Regions from separate parts of the Mus musculus genome. Here all the other regions are linked to region 4. Evidence: chromatin contacts called from public Micro-C and promoter capture Hi-C data. All regions are on one chromosome and are shown on one strand. The core of a region is the stretch at or near the end of the contact, and the rest is flanking DNA. Distances in the headings are between cores, read along the strand shown. Region 1 holds the start of Ttc22 (tetratricopeptide repeat domain 22). Region 2 holds the start of Pars2 (prolyl-tRNA synthetase (mitochondrial)(putative)). Region 3 holds the start of Ssbp3 (single-stranded DNA binding protein 3). Region 4 holds the start of Glis1 (GLIS family zinc finger 1). Region 5 holds the start of Podn (podocan).

Region 1 (2,700 bases), core at 60-2,559, 810 kb before region 4:
AAGGGCTGGTGAGATGGCTCAGCGGGTAAGAGCACCGACTGCTCTTCCATAAGTCCTGAGTTCAAATCCCAGCAACCACATGGTGGCTCACAACCACCCATAATGAGATCTGATGCTCTCTTCTGGTGTGTCTGAAGACAGCTATGGTGTACTTATGTATAATAGTAAATAAATCTTTGGGCCTGAGCTAGTGGAGCCGACCAGAGCGAGCCAGAGCGAGTGGGATTGACTGGAGCAAGCAGAGGTCCTAAATTCAATTCCCAACAACCACATGAAGGCTCACAATCACCTGAACAGCTACAGTGTAATCATATACATAAAATAAATAAATCTTTTTTTTTTAATAAAAAGTTGCTAAAGTCATAGTTTCTTCAAATTCACTAACCAGCTCTATTTTCTCTAGTGAAAATGCTGGCCTCCTTCCAACGAGGTTGAGGCAAGGGAGGCAAGAGCCCAGCCTCAGGATAAGTGAGGAAGAGTCCAAGGTCCAGACATTCCGGAAAGCCTAGTCTACAGGGGACTCTGCTTTATCACACAGGGCACCCCAGTTCAACCTGCACACTAGAAGCCAGGTGGGCCCCTGAGGGAGACAGCATAGAGCAAGAAGACAGCAGTCTCAGAGCAGGGAGCAGGACCGGCTGGACACTGATCCAGATGAGTGAAGCCCAGGCATACCCAGGGCAGGCATTCATTGGTTTTACCTAGGTATCTCCTGGTCCCTCACAGGGAACTGCGTCCTGTCACAGAGGAGGAAAGCGGAAGTATAAGGGGTAGTGCTTTTTATTAGGGATGGAGAAACAGAAGTAGAACCTAGCACCTAGGCACCTTAGTTTTTGCTGTTTGGGCCCCTGCTGAGCAGAGGAGAGCCAAGATATTCAGTTGAGAGGCCAGATGCACAGACTGGAGGGGCGGTGGCCTGCTGTGTTCAGCGGAAGCGCTCTAGAATACACACACAGCTCTGGAGTGGGCAAGGCTTGCTCAGCTGGAAGGGCCTGTCCTGACAGCTCTGTGTGGAGGGTGGAGCATTGCCAATGGAGGAAGGACTTGGCCGGCCTGGGCAACCCGAGGCTCCAGGTCTCCTTGAGCTTGACCTGGTTCTGTGACCTTGGCACCTTTCTCTTCTGAACCTCTCTCTTCATCTGCTGAGTAGTCGAAATCTGCCCTTGCCACTTACTGGGTTTGTGAGCCTCCCGTTTGGCAAAGCACCACACCTGTTTTTCAGGCACACCTGCTTGTGCAATGCTGCTGTCTAGCAGCGAAAGCGGAAACACCTACAGGGCGAGCCCTTGGCCGGCTCTGGGTACCACCCACTTGCAAGAGGTGCCCCGGACCGCCGTGCGGGGCTCCCTCCGGGGCCGCCCCATCCACTGTCCTTGGGAGCTAGGGGAGGCCAGGGCAGTCAGGGGCAGCCATGACGGAGGCCGAGGTCGGAGCCGAGGACCTGGACACCCTTCTCGATGAACTGGACTATCTGCCCGGCCACTTCCACCTGGAGATGCAGCTCAACTTCGAGCCGCGCTCACCCGCTCAGCTGCGCGCCCGGGACCTGAAGCTCCAGCGAGAGGGTCTGCGGCAGGAGCTGGAGCTGGTGGCCACCCCGCAGCTGCCTGCCGTGCGTCACCTCTTGGGAACCTTTTCCTTCTACCTGGAGGAGCTGGGTGATGCCCGCGAGCATTTCCTGGAAGTGGCCCGCAAAGACCCTGGCAACCTCAACGCCTGGGCCAATCTGGCACACGTCTACGGGCAGCTGGGCCAGGAAGAAGAGGAGGAGGCGTCCGCCGGGCGACTGGCCAGCCTCATGGGCCTGGAAGGGGACCCCGAGGATGCTGGAGACCCCAGGCTCCGCGCTGCCCGCTGCCTGGCGGAGCAGGGATATGCGCATGGCTTCGACGTGGGCTGTGCCAGTCCAGAGGAGCGCGCGCAGGTGCTGGAGGCGGGCATCGCCCTCTACGACAAAGCGCTGGGCTATGGTCAGCAGGTGGGTGCTGGAAGGACTGTGGTCATTCATTTCCTTTGCTGGGGTGCCCGCCACCATTCCCGCCCCAGGTCACCCGGTAGCTTTGCGTTCCTGGGTGCTGCCCACCTAGCTTTCTGTTTCAGCACCAAGACAAATCCTCCAATCAGGCTAACACATCCCTTCTCCCTCCTCTGCCAACAAGTAAGAGGTACAATCAGACACCAAAACTTGACAGATTGTTCTTCCTCCTTTCTCCCCTCATCCACCTATCCTTCTAAACCCCAATTTTGCCACTGCCTCAGCTTATACGAGCTTTCTCTGGCAGCCCAGCCTCTGAAGTGTCCTGCCTGGCTTTGTGGTCACTCTCCAGCTCTGCTCTCCTGTGCCAGCGTTTCACTCAGCAGATATACAGTTGCTGCATCTCACTGGCTACATCCTCAACTCAGCCTCCCCTCCTCCTGCTGGCAGAATGACTTAGGCTTGAGTGACATCCAAGGCCCTCCGTCCTCTATCCAGGCTTTCACTACACCCCACATCCACTCCGTTTACAGTGGGTGGGCTCCACATAGCTCTCTTCCTTCCTGTGTCTTACCCGGGGTACCTCCTGGTCCTGTGGCCTGCATAGCCCCCAGTAGCTCTCAGATTTGCTTTGAAATTTCCCTTTGAGGGATGCCTCCATGGTTCCAGGCTGGTCACAGCACCCTCACAGCTTCCTCAGCCCTGTTCCAATTGTCCCTCAAGCC
Region 2 (2,700 bases), core at 85-2,584, 780 kb before region 4:
TGGGAGGTGCCACCCTTGCACATGTGCTCCAGGGTTGTACAAGAAGGCCGGCTGAGCAAGCCATGAGGAACAAGCCAGTAAGCGGTATTTCTCAGTGGTGTTTGCTTCAATTCCTGTCTCCAGGTTCCTGTCCTGAGACTTGACTCCTCGCTACCCACCCCCACCCCAGGGATGGACGGTAACTCATAAGCTAAAACAAACCCTTTCCTCCCCAAGTTGCTTTTGGTTGTTATCTTTCTCACAGCCACTGAAAGCAGACTAAGACACTTGGTCGGCTGAAGTTTGACTGTGTCAGCTTACAGGCCATCACTTCTAACATGAATGTTGGGAGCTGTTTTCCCCATTCTCTGCTTCCCCACAGCTGCAGCAGTAGCGTGTACTATGTAATTATTCATAAACTATTTTGTGAGGGCTGGGGAGACAGCTCATCAGGTAAAGTGGGTGCCATGAAACATGAAGAGGGGGTTCAGAGCCTCAGTGTATAAGGTAGAGATGGATGAGAAACACCTATGAAAGCTTTGGGCCTTCACACACTAGTTCACACGTGTATATGTGTTCCTACACACATACAAACATACCACATAACACACTTATGTAAACCATGTACATATACATCTTGTAAATGAAGAAAAGACCCAGCCTCATTGTATGTGTGTGTGAGTTTGTGTGGGAGTGGAGGTGGGTATCCTCAGTGGTCAGAAGGTTTTGGAGTTCCCTGGAGCTGGCGTTTCAGTGATTGTGGGTGCTGAGAACCGAACACTGGTTCTCTGAAGCACAGCAGTGGTTGTTAACCAGCACAGCAACGAATGTTTCAAGTCGCATCTTCAAGACTCAGGGACACTCGCCTTTGAGAAGCCACATCCGTGCTCTCCAGTTCCCCTGGTGCTTTTAAGCCTAGTGCTTCAGCCTATATTAAAATGTCTTTATTAAACCCCATCTCTGCTTCATAAAATTTTTTAAAAAGACTTCCTTGGCTATTGTAATACAGGTGACCTTATGCAAGTGTTTCATAGTTTTAAACTCATTTAAATTGTGGCTTGTTCAATCATAGCGTAGATTTGAAACATAGCTATTGTCAATGAACCTGCTCTCCACATAGACCGGGCCTAGCAGTGGGCGGTAAAAACAGGACTCAAATCCTTTAAAGTAAGGTTTGATCATAGAGTTGAACCTTGCTAATTCCTAGAGGGCACTTCCGGAATCTTGGCGGGAGAGCGAGGCTCTTTGGTTTGCTTTCCGGAAAACCTCTCCAGCCTCTCTCCAGAGCGTGGGACCGGAGCATCCCGCCCCCTCCCGTGAGTGCGGCTTTCCGATTGGTGAGAAACACAGGGGGCGAGGCTCCGGCCATGTCGGCGCAGGCGCACTGGCTTTGCGTGACTGAAGAGCGCCCGACTCAGGTATTGAGTTGCTGCTGGTGAGCATCGGTGGCCGCTGGACTTGGAGGGTGGCTAGGAAGGGCCCAGCGAATCTAGGGACAGTTTCTGGGCACGCGCACCCACGATCTGGTGTCTGCTGTCTCGCGTGCATCCTCTCAGTCGCCACAGGCTATTGGATAGTCGTGTGCTCGGTTGCAGTTCACCTTTCCCCATCTCCACCCCCGCTGTTTGAGAGCAACACTTCCGCCCTAGTTATCCTTGCGTGGCCCTTACTTAGAGGCACAGAGTTCCTAAAAGGGCCCATTTTGGACCGGTCCCGGGGATGACCTGGTGGCTCAGCCGCCTTAGGGTTCTAAAGAGGAATGAAGTGACCGCAGTACGCTCACTCCTCGTAAAGGCCAAGATAGAGCAGGGGTTGGAAGTTTCATCGCTGTTGTATGCTGCGCTGACGTTGGTGGTATTTGGAGGCAAATTCCCGCAATCCAGAATGGCCATGGGCCTTTTGATGTCACCTGACACAAATCAGAGCCTATGACCCTATGATCCATCTCAGAGCCTATGAATTGGGCATCATAATACACAAACCTTTAGGGCACTAGGCATTGCAAGCACACTGTGTGCAGTTTTCCTGACTGGATCGTGTGTGTGTTCATGTACTGTGTACCTGAAATAGGGCGAAGGCAGGGAAAAGGCCTCTTACAGGTGAGATCTGCGGTACACTCGAAAGGCAGCAAGAAACTGTCATTACCAATGCCTGTGTTAAGTTGAAAGTGTAAGGAATGCAAGGAGGCCAGTAGAGACTGTTTTAACAGTCACGGATGATGGTATCTTGAACTGAGGTGCAGGCTGGTCAGGTGGAGCAGGCTGGGCCAGAGGACTAAAAACTGTGACAGTACTGTGGAGCAGAGTAGATGAGGGCAGGTTTCTGGTTTGGCCAGAGGGTGCTTTGCAGGGTGATACTCAGATCTGCAGGGGCACCATTGTCTGAAGAGATTCTGCCTCACTAAGTTTCAAATAGCGTGTACTATGTTCTCCAAAGATGGGAGAATATATAGGTCAGAAATTCAACAGTTTGGACAGTGAAGATGCAAACTGACCAGGAATGTGTGGTGGGTGAGAGGAGCAGTTAAAACAATATTGACTTTTTTGTTGCGGCAGATTTTCATTTCCTCCGATGTCCTGGAACTCAGATGTGCAAACCTAGCTGATTCTCTTACCTCTGGCTCCCAAGTGCTGGGATTACAAATATGCCTCAGCGCCTAGCAATACTGACTTAGTAGGGATCGAGACAAGGAATTGAAGAAAAAACAAACAAACAAAAACC
Region 3 (2,700 bases), core at 66-2,565, 520 kb before region 4:
TTATTGTTTATTTTGTTGAAATCTAGTTCTGAGTTTTCCTACTTAAAACGTGTTTTCCCCAGGACACTGACCTATCCTTTAATTGTTTGGTGTGAGGCATGTTAGGGGGAGGGGCGTTACTTGTTTATTGGAACAGCGCAGTTAAAAAAAAAAAAAATCAACCTAGGCTAACAGTTTCAAGGCTCCCCTAAAGATGTATCCAAACAGGCAGCCAATCAGCGCTTACACAGCTTTTCTGCTTGACTCTTTTAAAGAGACAGTGCCGACAATGTTTTATCACATTTAAAGAGAACCGCGCTCTAAAAACAGTATGAAAATGGGGAGCCATCCCTTATCTCACCAGTTTTTGATTTGGAGACTCCAATGAGAATACACTGCAGGTTTTTGGGTTCCTCGAGTGGACAGAAAGGAGTCGTGAGCAAAAAGCTTGGTCACTCTGCCAACCCCCCATTTCCCATTGTACACCTGGGTCATTGACAATGGAAGCTTCCCCTCCCCCCACGCCCGACTCTGGTCCCCTACTCTCCAATTTAGCTCCATTTATTTGAAGTTTGAGATTTCTGCGGCGCGCATTCCGAGTCGCGAGGCGTCCAGGTGACGTCCCTCATCCAAACGGAACCCTTTCCCGTGGAAAGGCGAGAGGCTAACTTGCCAGGGCTAGCAAACCTCAGAAATTTGAGAGAAATCAACTCTCTTTCCCTCTAGTCCAAGACCTCTTTTCCCTCCTACAGCTTGCCTGGAGCACGCCAAGGGCCATTTTCGCGCGGCTCCACTTTGGGGTTTCCCAAAGTATTTTAACGATCTAGTAAAGAAGCAGCCGCGCGCTTTGGCGCCAGCTTCGGCCGCCCAGCTCCGCGTGCAGCCCTGGCCGGGGCTCGGGAGGCAGGGCTGGGCACAGGCAGCCCGGGGTGGGGCGGAGAGGGGAGCAGGGCCGGCCGGGGTCCTGGCCCGCTGAGGGTACGCTCAGCACGGGGAGGCGGGGGCGCTGGGGGCTAGGCCGACGCGGAAAGGGGCGCGCCGGGCCAGCCGGGGTCCGCGCCTGCTGTCGCAGCGCCCAGTCCCCGCCGCGCCGGCCGGGTGCTCCAGTCCACGCCCGAGCCCCTCGAGTCACCGCCCCACCCCAACGCCAAGGCTCGCCCCCCGCTCCCCCGGCCGGGGCACGAGCGGGCAGCGGCTCGCGGAGGAGGCGCAGCGGGACTGGCGCGGCCGTGCTGACAGGCGTCCCTCTCGGCCTCCAGGCCCGCCCCCGCGCGCCGATTGGCCGCCGCGGCCGTCCGTCGCGGGGCGTGGACGCCCGCCGCGCTCCTGCCGGGGCAGCCACGTTCGGTTGAGCTCCAAGTAGACCAGCGGCGGCGGCGGCGGCAGCGGCAGCGGTGCTGAAGGCGCAGAGGGCGGCGCAGGCGGAGCCGGGCGGCGGGCGCGCGGGCCGCGAGCAAGCGAGCTGCAGGCTTCGGGCGGGCGGCGGCGCAGCTCAGGCCGAGCCGGCGCGGGAGGAGTTCCAGGGCGATGGGGCCGCGGCCGGGGCTGACGCTTTGACAGCTGGAAAGAGCGCGGAGCCTGCGCCTGGGAGGGAGGGAGCGCGGCGAGCGGAGTGCGAGCGAGCGGGCGAGCGCCGGGAGGGGGCCGGGAGCAGGGCAGCTCGGGAGACCGGACGGTAGCGGCGGCGGCGGCGGCGGGCTCGGCGCCCTCTTCTCTGCAAGCCATGTTTGCCAAAGGCAAAGGCTCGGCGGTGCCCTCGGACGGGCAGGCTCGGGAAAAGTAAGCCTCTCGCGAGTGGGGCCGCGCCGCGGGTGGCGGGAGGCAGGTGGGCGCGGGGGTCGCGCCGCCTGGTGCCCCTGGGGCCCGGGTCTCTGCCCCGCGGCGGCGGCGGTGGCGTGGAGAGCCCATTGTTGGGCGCCGGCGGAGGCTGGGGCACCCTGAAGGGGCGGCAGGGCAGCGGTGGGCGAGGGTAGTTGGTAGGCGCGGGGCAGAGCGGGCGCGGGGGTCCGCGACGAGGGTGGGCGAGGTCCCACTCGGAGCCGGTGCGCTCGGCCCGCTGGGCGCGGGGCCCTTACTTTGCCCACCGAGTGCGGGCAGGGGGCGCGTGGCTTTCTGCAGCCCCGAAGGCTCCTTTTGTCCGCCCGCGGCGTGAGGAGTGCGTGCCGGGGGCTTTGTTCGCCCGGGAGCGCTCTCCCTACCCAGCCAGCGGCCTCCCCGTCAGCCCGGTGCGCTCCGGGGCGTCCGGGCTGGGCTGGGCTGGGCTGGCGGCGCCGGCCCGGCCCCAGGCTTGGGGGACAGTTGTTTGAGGGGGAGATGCTGAGGGCGGCGCTTTGCTGCCCTCTCCAGAGCGCGCCAAGTACCCGGACTGGGACCGAGTCCGTTCGGACCCCAAAGCTGGGCTAAAGCAGGGAGCTGAAGTGGGCTGGGAAAAGGAGGGTGGCTCAGGCAGGGCTCTTGTAAGGGGCTTGCGAGTTTGCGAGACCTAGGTGGGTTTAGTCCCAGTGCCACTTGGAAGTTCAAGTTTGGGGACCGGTCTCCGGCTCCCGCGGCTTGGTGCAGCTTGTCTGTGGTACCCACCCACTAGCTGTTCTGTCTGGGGTGATAGGTACTCACCTCTTGTCGTGGCCACAATGGGATGGCACAGACCGGGCTCACAGTCACTGGCAGGGTCCAGAGCGAGCCTTAATGTGATCTGACCTCTCTCTCTCTCTCTCTCTCTCT
Region 4 (2,700 bases), core at 9-2,508:
CTAAGTCTCCAAACAAATAAGGTATAGGAAATTAAATCTTTTTTTAAAAAACTTTTTTTTTTCTTCCGAGACAGGGTTTCTCTGTATAGCCCTGGCTGTCCTGGAACTCACTTTGTAGACCAGGCTGGCCTCGAACTCAGAAATCCGCCTGCTGGGATTAAAGGCGTGTGCCAGCATGCCTGGCAAATCTTAACTTTTTGTGACTGGAAAAAAAAAATCTTTGTTTTGTTAAGATGCTGGGAAACTGCTTGGGTTGTCTTCCTGTGTGGAACCCCAGTCTGTGAACCAGGCCGGTTGCAGAAACACACTTCCACAGTTTAAGACTAAGGTCCTCTATTCTCAAACATTTTGTGCATAGTGGGAGATGTTGACAGCATGCAGAGACATTTTGGGGCTACCCTAGATCCTTCAGTAGACCCCAGAAAATCGGTCAGAGACATGAACGAACACCCCATTTTGCACGCTTCAGGGATGGGGGCTGACCCATTGCTTCTAGTCACTATGAAGCCTCATCAAGGGCTCTTCCTACAGTTGAGACCCTGCTGCCTGGAGCGCGGAGGACATGGCAAGGAATGGGTACAGGAGAACGCGGAGCTCCTCTCTCGTCTGGATGAACCCTTTCTAGAAAACAACACGAAAGTAAAGTGAGAAAGTGGGCTGAGGCCTGGGTTCAGATGACAAAGGCCAGCTTTGCTATGACTTGCAGTGAAATCTGTGCCACTTGAAGTGAGCTGGTTAGAGTCTGCAAAACCAAAACAACTTGTCAAGCACTTCTGTATTTGTTACCTCCGCTTAGCAGGTACCGCCATTCCCATTTACCCGGGAGAAAACGCGACCCGGGGAGGAGCAGAATCCCGCCGGGGAGCAGAGGAAGCCGGGTTGTGCTGGCTCTGCCTTCGGCTGGCCTCCTCCTCTGGCAGCCGCAGAGTCCGGCGGCGTCCCGGCAGCCGGCGTGCAGGGCTCCGGCCGCTGTCAAAACCTCAGCCTGGGCGCGCGCCGCCCCGCCCAGGCCCCCAGGCGAGCGGCACGCCCTCGAGCCGCCATTGGCTTGGTCCGGCAGCCCCCAAGAGTCGCGGCCCGAGCGGCTGTGGGCAGCAGCGGGCCGCCCCGCCCCCGGGGTGTCGCCCCGTAGGACGCGGCGGCCGTGGCGGTGGCGGCGGCGGCTGCGGGGGCTGCGGCGCCAGAGGAGGCGCGCCGTGCTGTGTGCCCCGCGAGCCGCTGCGCCCGCGGCGAGGTGAGAAGGGGCGCGGCCGGCGCCGGGGACCCAGTGGCGTCCGAATCCGGGAGCTCTGGGGTGGCGCGGGGCTCGCCGAGGGGCGAGGCGAATTTGGGGGCCCTGAGGCCTCGCTCTCGCGGGAATGATGCTGGAAATGATGCTGAGGCTCCGGCGTGAGACTTGCGGCTGCCGGCGGAGCGGAGTGTGAGCCGGTGAATGGGGTGTGTGGCATGGCTGGTCTCGGAGGGCGCATCGACGGGTCGCGAGTGTGCGTGCGAGCCGGCGTGCGTGGGCGACTCTGGCTGTGCGGGCTCCCGGGCGCCGGGGCTCCTGGATTTACGGCTCTCGAGTGCGCTTTGTGGGCTCGCGCAGTGGGCGTGCGCGCTCATCCTCAGCCCGGTGTCTGGCTAGTGGCGGGGCTCGCGGAAATTCTGCGTCTGCACCCGGCGGCGGTGCGTGTTCAGTGCCTGGGCTCTGCTCAGCCCGCCCCGGGGCACCTAGAGGTGCGCAGCCAGGGACCCATCTGAGTCTTTCCCTGCTCCCCTGTGACCCTGCTCTGGGAGTCAGGCTGCTGCCCTCTCCCTGTCCCTTTAGGGAATTCCGGACAGGAACTCCCATCCCATCCTAGTTTACTGCCCTCTCCCTGTCCCTTTAGGGAACTCCCATCCTATCCTTGGTCTTAGTTTTGCCATTCGTCTGAAGAGGGCTGACCCTGGGTGGAAGCGGATTAGGGTGGGAGGGCGCAGGGGATTCTCCGGAACGTGCGGGCCTAGGGCGACGGCAGCGAAAGCGGGACGACCACGGTGCGCGGGGTCAGGTGGCTCAGGGAATGGGGTCGGTGTGGTGACGCTAACTTTTTTTTTTTTTTTGAGATCAGGACTAAATAGAACGTGACTGCCCAAACTGTGATCTAGGGATGGAGTTTCCCGCTTTCTAAAGCTCGGTGCTTTCTTCCCTCCGCAGGAGCCTGGCGCGACCCCCAGCCGTGCGCCCCGCCCCGGCGCCATGCATTGCGAGGTGGCCGAGGCACTTTCGGACAAGAGGCCAAAGGAGGCCCCTGGTGCTCCTGGCCAGGGCCGCGGGCCTGTCAGCCTGGGAGCGCACATGGCCTTCAGGATTGCTGTGAGTGGTGGCGGCTGCGGGGACGGGAACCCGCTAGACCTGCTGCCTCGGCTACCGGTGCCACCACCACGTGCCCACGATCTCCTTCGGCCCCGGAGCCCTCGAGACTATGGTGTGTCCAAGACCGGCAGCGGGAAGGGTGAGTTCCACCGCACCAGTGTGCTGACCGCGGGCATGCTGAGGTCAGGTCTGTGGTACCGGTGTCTCTGCCACCGGCTCTGTAGGGATTCTAGAACTTCATGGAACTTCCTTAAGAGTTCCTTAATGTCTCAGTATCTCTGTAGTTGATTGGGACTCGCCTGTCAGTCTGAACTGATGCCTGGAAGCATCCAATTTAAACCAAATAGGCATGTTTGAGAAGG
Region 5 (2,700 bases), core at 121-2,620, 600 kb after region 4:
ACAAGCCTACAGGTGCCACCTCCTACCCAGGATTCAGACGGAAGGGACAAAGAGTAGCTCTCATGGTGCACAGGTCATTGACTCTGACATCTGACACTTCTTACCTTACACACCGAAGACTGGGCCAAGGGCTCCGAGAGTGTACGGAAGGGGGCAGAAGCCCCAGACCAGTCATTGATGACTTTTTCCAGAGCAGCCCGGGCCCTTCCCAGTGGTGTTCGCCCTGTGAGCCCGGGATCTGGTCATTTGGGCTTTTCCAGGGCAAAAGGGAGAGGTGGAGAAGGAAAGGCCTACCCAGGGGTCTGCCCAGCAGACCAGGTGCCTCTTCGTGCCAGGCAGAGCGCGGTTGCACCTCCCCCAGCAGACATGCAGGCTGCTAATGCTCATCCTCCTGCCACCTCTTGCACACCTGCATCCTAGCCTGGGCGACAGCCCTCCCTGCACGCCTTCTTCAGCAGCAGCTGCCTCCCAACCCGGGGCCCCAGCACTGGAATCCCAAGCCGACCCCACCCCCTTCTTCCACCTGACTGCAGGTCAGCTATTCCAACTCACCCATCCCGGTCCACCCCAACCCCCACCCTGCACCAGGCTGATAGTGGTTCTGAGACCCACACAACCTGGGGACGACCGTGCTCCTTGCCCTGTCCCTTTCTGTGTTCCGCTGGAAGCAGCTGCCTAGACGGAATGGTCGGAGTGCAGTGCCCTGTGTTAGTTAGACTGCACCTAAACTGCCGAAACCAAGTTCCGCTGCTTGACTGTGCGCCTCACCTGCCCTGGCTCCCTGGGGACTGATATCTGCCTTTCTGTGCTTGTTTCTGTATGTAAAGAGGTCGGTGTTGGACTCGGTGAAGCCCCCGACAAACTGACGTGAAAAGACGCAGGATGCCCTGGGTCCCAGTTCTCGGTGCAGAGGTTCAGGCCCCTTCCCAGTTCCACCTGCCCCCACAGTCCCTGTCACCCGCCCGTGTGCCTCCACCTCCCCTCCCCATCCGCTCGCAGATTCTTTCCAGATGTGCGCAGCGGGAGGAGCCCGAAGGCAGGGACTGAATATCGAGTAAAAAAAGGGTCCCCTGCCCCTTGCTCCGGATCCCGCAGGGGGGCCGCCACCCCATATGGAGGTGTGCCTAACCGTGCCCCTTGCGCGGGGTCCGCCCGACAGGGTGGGATACGGCGATCCTCCCCTATCGCGGCTGTGGCAGTGGGAGCACGGCGGGATGTCAGAGAGAGCTGCCCGGGCGCAGCCGGTGGCCCGTGGTCCCTCGGCTCACCGGCTGCCCGCGTCCTACCTGCCGCTGCGCGCCGCGCCGTGGGCGGAACAGGCTCGCGGGTGTCCGCTGCGCTCCGCGGGCGCCGGCTCCTGTCATTCAAGTCGAGCCGTGGGCGCAGCGAGCCAAGTTTTGTTGTGGGTTCTCTCTCCCCGCCTCTCCCCCGGCCCCCGCCCCGCGTGCATCTGCCGGACGCCGGCCTCTCCCGACACAGGCGCAGGGTCCCGCTGGGCGCCGAGAGGGAGGGCCGAGCCCACGGCGCCGGGCTTGGCGGGGGGCCCACTTCCCGGGAGCTCGCGCCGCCGCCCCGGCCGGCCGCAGCACCACGCCCCCAACACCGGGTGCCTCCAGCGCACCACCTCCGCCTGCCAGCCTGCGGGCTGGGACCGCACCCAGGCAGGCCCCCCGCACCTGAGGAGAACCGAGAGGGCTCCTTCCTTCCAGTTCCTCCGCGCTCAGCTTCTTCCTCAAGGAGTTTGCAACCTTCCCGGGCACAAGTACCTTCCCTGTTCCCTCTCCCACCCTAGGGTCCGGAGCATGGCTAATGCTGCGTCAGCCAAGACCCTTCTGGACCCCTTCCTGTCAAAATTCCTCCTTCTCCTCCCCACCATCCACCCTCACTCCACTGGCCCTGGGCCCACAACTTGGTGAACCTTGAAGGAGAGTTAAACTGGACCGGAGTCTTCAAGCACACAGGTTCTAGTCGCGGAGAAAGCAAGGGACTGAGCAGGGAGCACTCCATATTGCTCCCAGGAGCTGAAAATGGTTCCAAGCACAGGCACATTAAGTACTAGCAGCTGAAGCAACACTGTTTGGCGCCAAGGGCTTCGTGGTGGAAAGGCGGGTGAGACTGGGTTTGGGTGCTACTTGGCACCTCTGCTGTGAAACAAACCTGTCTTCTACGTGCTGTGGCCTTTGGGCAGGACCTACTTGGCTCTCGGAGAGGGATAAAGATAATAAATCAAATGTGGAACCACTTGGCCACCTAAACTGCCGAGACCCTAAAGGGCTCTGGTTAAAGTGGCTGCAGACCTTTCCCTCCTGTGCTGCCAGGCAGTCAGTTTATATCTCCATGCATTAGTCTCTAGTCCTTACAGCCCTGCAAAGGAAGATTATTTCCCCATCTAATAAGTAAGGATGTGGCCTGTGCTTGGCTGCGTAACTAACATCATCATTCGGAGCTGGGGTTCTGGCCCATCTACCCATTGCAAAAGTCGTCTGTGATGCAAACAGGCAGGTAGGTAGGGATAGAGCCTGTGTTTGAACCCACAGCCATCTGTTTCCATTACCCATCACTGAAGAACTTAACACGAATGGGAAAGGGAAATATTTTGCCTTCTTTGGCCTCAAATTCCAATCTTCTCTGAGCTCAAACTTGAAAGTTGGTATGATTCACAAGATTGGACAGGGCCCAACAGAGATGCATCTTGTGTTT

The links. Promoter capture Hi-C pulls out the DNA fragments that hold promoters and counts their contacts. Hi-C and Micro-C count contacts between places; a contact is called where the count stands out from the background.
Region 1: a contact with region 4 is called in a promoter capture Hi-C map of embryonic stem cells. The contact joins the promoter of Ttc22 here to the promoter of Glis1 in region 4. A contact is called at or near these places in 6 of 39 promoter capture datasets (cranial neural crest, embryonic stem cells, hippocampal neurons and 1 more) and 1 of 9 other capture datasets (embryonic stem cells).
Region 2: a Micro-C map of embryonic stem cells shows a contact between it and region 4, with 2.6 times the contacts expected there. The contact joins the promoter of Pars2 here to the promoter of Glis1 in region 4. A contact is called at or near these places in 2 of 39 promoter capture datasets (cranial neural crest and embryonic stem cells), 1 of 484 Hi-C or Micro-C datasets (embryonic stem cells) and 1 of 115 datasets of contacts at active chromatin or transcription factors (pro-B cells).
Region 3: a Micro-C map of embryonic stem cells shows a contact between it and region 4, with 5 times the contacts expected there. The contact joins the promoter of Ssbp3 here to the promoter of Glis1 in region 4. A contact is called at or near these places in 3 of 39 promoter capture datasets (maxillary cranial neural crest, neutrophils and second pharyngeal arch cranial neural crest) and 2 of 484 Hi-C or Micro-C datasets (both in embryonic stem cells).
Region 5: a Micro-C map of embryonic stem cells shows a contact between it and region 4, with 3 times the contacts expected there. The contact joins the promoter of Podn here to the promoter of Glis1 in region 4. A contact is called at or near these places in 2 of 39 promoter capture datasets (embryonic stem cells and stem cell-derived epiblast-like cells) and 1 of 484 Hi-C or Micro-C datasets (embryonic stem cells).

The regions. Positions count from the first base shown.
Region 1 is chr4:106,621,140-106,623,839 of GRCm38.p6, forward strand. Ttc22 (tetratricopeptide repeat domain 22) reads left to right here and starts at 1,310. Exons shown (of 7, transcript NM_177667.5): 1 at 1,310-1,978. The coding sequence starts at 1,412.
Region 2 is chr4:106,649,735-106,652,434 of GRCm38.p6, forward strand. It overlaps Pars2 (prolyl-tRNA synthetase (mitochondrial)(putative)), which reads left to right and starts at 1,335. Exons shown (of 2, transcript NM_172272.2): 1 at 1,335-1,397.
Region 3 is chr4:106,910,155-106,912,854 of GRCm38.p6, forward strand. It overlaps Ssbp3 (single-stranded DNA binding protein 3), which reads left to right and starts at 1,316. Exons shown (of 18, transcript NM_023672.2): 1 at 1,316-1,758. The coding sequence starts at 1,703.
Region 4 is chr4:107,433,461-107,436,160 of GRCm38.p6, forward strand. It overlaps Glis1 (GLIS family zinc finger 1), which reads left to right and starts at 1,259. Exons shown (of 11, transcript NM_147221.2): 1 at 1,259-1,437; 2 at 2,180-2,477. The coding sequence starts at 2,222. Gm46866 (Holliday junction resolvase MOC1, chloroplastic-like) reads right to left here and starts at 1,795. Exons shown (of 2, transcript XM_030253946.1): 1 at 820-1,795; 2 at 317-621. The coding sequence starts at 1,605. The coding sequence ends at 973.
Region 5 is chr4:108,030,584-108,033,283 of GRCm38.p6, forward strand. It overlaps Podn (podocan), which reads right to left and starts at 1,371. Exons shown (of 13, transcript NM_172874.4): 1 at 1,287-1,371.